2 separate regions of the Zea mays genome follow, and region 1 is linked to region 2. Evidence: chromatin contacts called from public Hi-C data. All regions are on one chromosome and are shown on one strand. Each heading gives the region's core, a stretch centred on a gene start, on an enhancer-like site or on the middle of the called end of the contact. The rest is flanking DNA. Distances are from core to core; before and after follow the strand shown. Region 1 holds the start of LOC100381401 (O-fucosyltransferase family protein). Region 2 holds the start of LOC103629948 (clumping factor A).

Region 1 (3,587 bases), core at 609-3,108, 590 kb after region 2:
TCAGACCACTTGTATCATTCATTAATTAATTTTTTGTTCATTTGAGATTTAATACATATTTTAACGCGGCTAATTGGTCGACTGTCCATTTATGGGTGTATTATAGGGCTGAGCAAAAAATCCGTAACCCGAAACCCGAACCCGGAATATCTGAACCCGAAATACCCGAAACCCGAATTTTGTTCGGAAATTTCGGGTAGCAACTTGCAAAACCCAAATTTATTTCGGGTAATTCAGGTATCACAATTGGGTACCCGAAATACCCGAATTACCCGAACTTTTATGTGTCATGTACTCATGTCATGCTTAATTATTAATTTATACATCTATAATTATGTGTAAGTGTGCATAACTTGTGGTTGTAGATTGCTTGTGTTTTATATGTCAATATATATCATTATTCAAACTATATTTTTATACTAATTCAATAGGGTGTATGTGTTTTTATGAAGCCAACACAACAGTTCGGGTAGTTCGGGAATACCCGAACCTGAAATTTCGGGTACCCGAATTTTCAGGTATTGTAAAACTCGTTGTAATTTTGGGTATTGATTCTCAAAACTCGAAATTTTAAATACCCGAATTACCCGACCCAAAATTTTTGGGTAACCCGAACGCCCACCCTAGTGTATTAAGGAAAAATGACTCCTTGAGGGCAGTCACGCGTATTTTAAGCCTCTGGATGTGTTCGGGTTGATAGAAACGAAAATCTTATTCCATTTCTTCTTATTCCTGCTTGGAAAGTTGTGTTGTCACGGTTGAGTTGTCGTGTCTTCACCAACCCTTTTCCTTAGCGTGCACTGAGGAGGAGGGTGAGCGATATCTCCGAACCCTTGTCATCGTAAAGCCTGCACAAGGGGCGTCAATAAGGTTTCTGGGCAGCGCAACTGCGCGATCGCTCGAAGCCGTTCGACGACGATCTGCGCTACCTAACGGACGAATCGACGCGTCTACATCGATGGCATGCTTCGTCTACTTTTGTGATTGATCAACCTAAGCACTGACAAACCCGACGTGAGTAAATATGTTAATTTGATTGTTTACTGTGTTGATCTATATATTGCTATGCTAGTGTGCATATCTGTTTTGAATATCTATGGAATTTACCTTGATTTAAAATCTACACTTAGAATATTACGCAATATTCTAACAATTCTAAATTTATTAGACAACCAAACAACATAATTCAGAAATCCTAGTTTCAATTCTCAATTCTAGACTTCAATGTCTACATTAAAACGAGATGTAAGTGAAACCCCTCTTTAACGCCTTTTGGTCCCGTGATTGAATTAGGGATGAAATGGACAAGATGTGAGCTAGCAGTAGAACATGACTAATCGGAGGGTTTGTTGGAATGGAAATTAATCGAGTAAAATGCATCAGAAGTCTTCGAACTTGGTATTGTGTATCATTTAGATCCTAGAACTTAGAAAACCATAAAAACGTGTCCCGAACTTGGCCCCGTGCAAAATATCTAAAATCAGGTTTGCTCATACGACATACCGACGTGACATACCACTTTAAAGCACACTAATAAAAATGTAGATACCTAAATGACACAACATATCAAGTTTGAGACCCAAGTAATATATTATACTAAGTCTAGAACTTGTGCGTACCACGTGGCGCACAACGCTTGTGGGAAGAGCATGTCATGTCACCATCCGTTCTAAGTTAATTCGATTTTGAACGATTTTGCACAGATTGACCAAGTTAGAGCCCTGTTTTCCTAATTTTTGTATCATCAAAAGTGACAACGTCCCAAAATTTATGTACCGCTAATATATTTTACTCAAACCAATTAATTAGACTTACTATGACGTAGAGCAAGGGGGCGGCGACGATAGTGCAGTGGCGGTCCTAGTGCAGTCAGCCAGGCCAGGATGGCGCTGACGAGCGGCAGCATGAAGCTGACGCCGTTCCAGCCCGCCACCGGGCTGCAGCCAGCAGCCTACATGCAAATCTATACTCTCGCCCCTGGCTCCGATCTGCTGAGCTCAGGCCGCAATTACGAATAAAAAATTAGCCTCTACATCAAACTGCAGCTTAAACTAATCGCACGGCGATCGCAGGATCCGACGAGCCACCCCGCATCTCGTGCTCCTCTTCGCTTCCCACCGAACCCCGCTTATCGAGATCCAAATCCAGCGCCAGAATGCCCGAGGCGGCGCCGCCCCCGCCGCTGCCGCTCCTGGCGGCGGCGAGCTCCCCGGCGGCTGCTGCACTGCCGCGGGCGAGGCGGCGGCAGCAGCGGAGGGGGTGGCGGCGCCCGCGCAGGTTGCTGGTCTGGGGCGTCCTCGTGGCATTCTTCTTCATCATGAACTGGTGGATGTTCTCCCGACTTCAGGACCCCTCGGCGCGCCCGCACTTCCGGTTGAGGCGCCACCCACCCCGCGCGCCCGCTACTGTCAATTCGTCGCTCTCGACTCTGGTATGACGTTGTTGGCCTCCTTTATTGACCGATGAGTGTCTAGTACGGACTAGCTATCATCCGGTGAGGTTGATGTGATTAGTTTGCTGGGGCGACTGATTTAGGGTGATGAATCCGTAGCTAGCTATTCAAAGGGTTAGCTTTAGCCAAGAGAGTGGTTGTGCCATTTCTTATTTCCACTTCTCGATCTCCACTGGTTTGTAAGTTATTTTGCTCTGGGGGAGAGCAGGAGTGTTCTTAAGCTGTGCTAATGTGCAGCCAACTAGCCATAAAAATACTGCTCCATTTTGTAATTCTACATCTAGTTTTTAATTCAGGCTAAGTCTCCAGTAACTTTAACAAAGTCTTCAAGGCATGTTATTGTATTATGATGTTATCTTGCACCTACAGCTATACTCGCTTCATTTCAATGTGTTGGGCGTATTAGAATAAAACAAAGTTAAATATTATTTTGACCTTCGATTCTTAGAACAATTGCATGTTTAGGGAAGATGAATCATTAGATCCATACTTCACTTGTCTTTTAGTACGATATGGGTTTTATAGTAACTGATATTATATTGTACGGTAAATTAATGGTCAAAGTATACCTTGAAAAACTTCCTCAAATCTTAATGTGCCTTATGAAAAGAAATGGATAGTGTAATGTATTATGATAATGTATTTCTTGGCTGCCATGGCAACCGCTGCCCGCTCTTGGTGTTTATGTACGATATTTCTAATGCATGCTTTTTATTACTGAAATGTTTTAAGGAAGAGGTGGCTAATGCTGCTAAGGGGAAGAGGGCACATAGGGTTATGCTCACTCGATTGCTTGCTTTGGCAGGCCATGCTTTGGCAGAGGTAACATTCATAAATGCAACTACAAGCTACATGCACTTTACATATTCTAAACTGGCCATATATTGCACATACATGCACATTGAAATATGTCATTGGTAATGACAGAATGTGTAATGCTAATTACCTAGGCAGAGACCAGGCCTGAACCTAAGGATTTGTGGGAAGAGCCGATAAATGCTACTTTGTGGCGACCGTGTTCTGACCAAAGGGATTGGAAAGCCTCAGGTAATTGATGATTTATGTTACTCGATGCTATCGTTGTGCATTTACCTCGATAGTGGTGTTGGTTTATTTTTCATATTTCCAGCATATT
Region 2 (3,665 bases), core at 481-2,980:
GAGGGTGATCTGTATGGTGCTCTACTCCACCTCTCTTTTTTTCTTCTTAATATATTGATATGCGGCTATCTTGCGTGTTCAAGAAAAAATGATGCACAAACAAAAACCAGAACGCTGAACTCCCCACTTTACGAAGAACAAAAGTTCTTCAAGAATCTAGACCGCTTTTCCAGTAGATAAAAAAAAATCTTCAAACATGTCTCAATTCTTGCGCTTTGTGATTTATACCCATCTCACTGTCAAGAACTAGTATTAGTCTGGTAAGGTTTCAGTTTCACACATGTAGCTTTGGCTGCAAATAAGAAAAGATAGCACGGATGCCCAATAGTATGACTGTAGCACAAGAGATTCACAATGATCATTATTGCTCTCAGCAAAATTAAAAATCTATGAATTAAGGTACAGGTGTACCAAACAACGTGTTCTCAAGAAATAATGAAAGCATGACTGATCGGGTACCAAAACTACATCCATATGGGAAAGGCATTTGTCTTGCACTGCATTATTACATGATTAGATGTCAACTGCCTACGAGAATTATGACAGCTATGCCATGTGCAAGGGAAAGCAAGTACAAAGAGATCATGATATAGCAAGACACTGTTAAAAGTGACAGATATGCCACATCAGTAGCCTATGGAGATGAATTCCTCAAAAAGGTAAATGCATATTATATTAATAGAAGGACAGAAATATTTAGATAATGACATTATTTCACACTCCTACATTATCATAAAAAAGTTAAGATCAATTGTCATTAGGCACTCATCCAACCACAAGGGAACAGCTGAAGAGGTAAACATGCGCTCAACTAATCAGTTAGCACACGCACTTTGCCAGGTGGTTGCAAGAGAAAAGTTCACTGATGGCGCACCCTTGCTGAGATGAAACAGCAAATTTTTGTACCCTGTGTACTCCCTATTTACGACTTGTTCTTGTACCCAGTTCGCTGTGAAGCAAGAACCAGTACAAATTCAACGCGCAACAAGTAATAATCGTGCACAATCGCAGACGACATGATCATGCAACCTAACTGACAAACCAGACCAGACCAAGAAAGTACATCAACTGAAGCAGTAGCCAAGCAATTCGAAGCAAGGACAACAAAGCAAGACAAGACAGCCCAGCTACTCTGAGTTCAGTGGCGCTCGCAATAATAGGCCGATTCACAAAAGCACCAGGTAACCGTGCGACCCATCCTACGCTTGAACTTTTGCTCCGTAACAAGACTGTGCTCAACAACGCCCCAAGAGTCCATGCGCAAGCAGGGGGGAGGAAACGAAGGGAGGGGAGGGGGGTAAGAGAGAGACCTGGAGTGTGCTCTTGCAGTGGTGGCACCGGAAGCAGGGGCGGTGATAGACGCGGCCGTCGGCGGCAAGCTCCTCGACGGGGTACACCCTCCGGCCGCACGACGCGCACTTCTGCGTGGTGCCGCCCCACGCCCCCGACATCCCCTTGCTGTCGCCGCCCTCCTGCTCCGTCGTGCTCGCGATAGAGAAGCGAAGGATCGGGGAGGGAGAAGAAGAGAGGGGGGAAGAAAGAGGCGACGGCGATGGATGGGGTGGATGATTGGCGAGTGTGGAAATGGAAGGAGAGGGCAGCACAGCTCAGGCGGGCCTGTGGTGCAGGGAGAGAGGCGTGGGACTGGGAGAATAGCGGAAGCGCGGACGGCGAGTTGGTGCGGTCTGAGGTGTGCACTCCCGCCTGCTTTTGTCAAAAGAGATCGGAATTGCTACGGGCACAACGCAGGCCACCTACAGGGATTTTAGGGATACTCCAATGCCCGTACGTTTGTTAATGGCACAACACGCGAGGAACTAGTGGCAAAGCAGTGTAATGGTCTCTCCACACAAAAAAAATAAAATTAAAGTAGGCCTTGGTATATGACTCACATACTAGATCTTAAACTATAGATATTGCACTTTAGCTTAGCCAAAACGTCGAGAAATATATGAGTTAAAAAGAAGGCATGTTTCTTTTTTTATAACTAAGTTAGACGCTCGTCCACCTTCAGCTAGTGATATAATACTATCCGGGAGCGTTGTGTTACATGTGTCTTCATGTTGTGTTGGAATTGACTGTTTTCTCACGACCGAGATAACGGCTCACGTCACTTTACAATGCATGATGACGGTGGACCGCGGGTTAGGTTAGAAAGGTATAAGAACTTTATAAAAAGGCGACAGTGGAAACTAGGGAAACTAGTGCTTTACAGGAGTTTTAAGGATTTTAGGGATACTGTGGTACAATATTTGTGCATTGTGACGGTATGCTAATTATAGTGTAAGAGTTGTATGACGCCTGAGAGATCTAGTGGCAAGGCAGTATGATGGACATTTCCCACAAAAATAAATTAAAAATCAAAGTGAATCCTTCCCATAAAAATAAATTTAAAATTAAAGTTGGCATCTGACCCACATATCAGATATTAAAACGACAAATAATATACTTTATCTAAGCCAAAAGGCTAAGAAAGATATAAGTTGAAAAGGTGACCTGCCCCTTTTAATAGTTCACTCGGTCGCTCGTCCTTCTACAGCTAGCTATCCGAGAGTGTTGTGATGCGTGTGGCTTCGTATCCATATTGAGTTTGAATGTTTTCTCATGTCCCATTTAGGTAGTAACAGTCTGGTTAGTAGGCGAGACGTGAGTAAGAAAATCAGATCCACTCTACGTGGCTCGCGCGTGACGTACAACGTCAAAACTCGTGCTTTAAAGGAATAACATATAGATTTTGAAAGAAAAAAAGGTCAAACAAAAACCTTTATTTCAAAGCGTGATCATTAAAGTGGACCCGGACTCCGTAATATTGCTAGACATAAATTGTTCAGATTTATATAAGTCTGCATCATATATGAGACATTATGAGGTGTAAAGCAGTTTAATATTAAATATTGTAGATATGGATATAAATAGAGATAGATAGATATTATATATACAAAGGGAGACTCGCTGCAGTCACAAAGGAGCTTTTTAGAGTGTTTGGCACTGGTGCATATCTTGCCTTCAGGTGCATTTTCCTGTGCGCTTGTAGCATTACCATACCACACCACACCCATCGATATGATTAGCGCTTGTTCCGTTCCATGCCCCCTGAACCTATCACAAGCATCCTCCCTTCCGGATGACACGTCGGACCCACCTTACAGCACCCACATGTCAAAACAACAAGCGGGAGAGCGGTGGACACGAACCTGTGGCCGTACTTGTTTCTTTCTCCATTCCATCCGAGCTCACAGCGCAGTCAGTGGGCCTGCGACGATCTTTTTCTGCCGTCCCCTCCCCCACCCGGCGGCCGGCTGGTGCACCGCGTCGACATTTTTTCTCCCAGTCCCCAGGTCCCAGCACATCGACGCCCAACCAATGGCGAGGCCTCCCGCGCTGGCACGCTCGCCGCTTCTCTATCCGGCCGGCGGGCCTGCAGTGGCCCGCCAACCGCCATGGTTTGGAGTTGGACTTTGGAGGCACCAGCAATCCCATCTTCCGTCCTTGCTCTCCTCTTCGACATCAGGAATTCGGGATTCCGGACAACCTTTTGACGTGGGGTGTGGGTGTGGACTGTGGAGCCGTGGATCGGAGCAGCGTCCGTCCGTCCGTCCGTGCTGCCTGTAAAGCGCAGAGGCTGTTCTGTTTTTCGGGGTCGCTGGTGCCCGTCGCCGCGATGG

The links. Hi-C and Micro-C count contacts between places; a contact is called where the count stands out from the background.
Region 1: a Hi-C map of leaf shows a contact between it and region 2, with 4 times the contacts expected there. The contact joins the promoter of LOC100381401 here to the promoter of LOC103629948 in region 2. A contact is called at or near these places in 4 of 25 Hi-C or Micro-C datasets (bundle sheath, ear, leaf and 1 more).

What each region holds. Positions count from the first base shown.
Region 1 is chr6:125,606,546-125,610,132 of Zm-B73-REFERENCE-NAM-5.0, forward strand. It overlaps LOC100381401 (O-fucosyltransferase family protein), which reads left to right and starts at 1,859. Exons shown (of 10, transcript NM_001361423.1): 1 at 1,859-2,431; 2 at 3,185-3,274; 3 at 3,403-3,499. The coding sequence starts at 2,156.
Region 2 is chr6:125,021,208-125,024,872 of Zm-B73-REFERENCE-NAM-5.0, forward strand. LOC103629948 (clumping factor A) reads right to left here and starts at 1,731. Exons shown (of 5, transcript XM_008651048.3): 1 at 1,311-1,731. The coding sequence starts at 1,451. It also overlaps the pseudogene LOC111589709.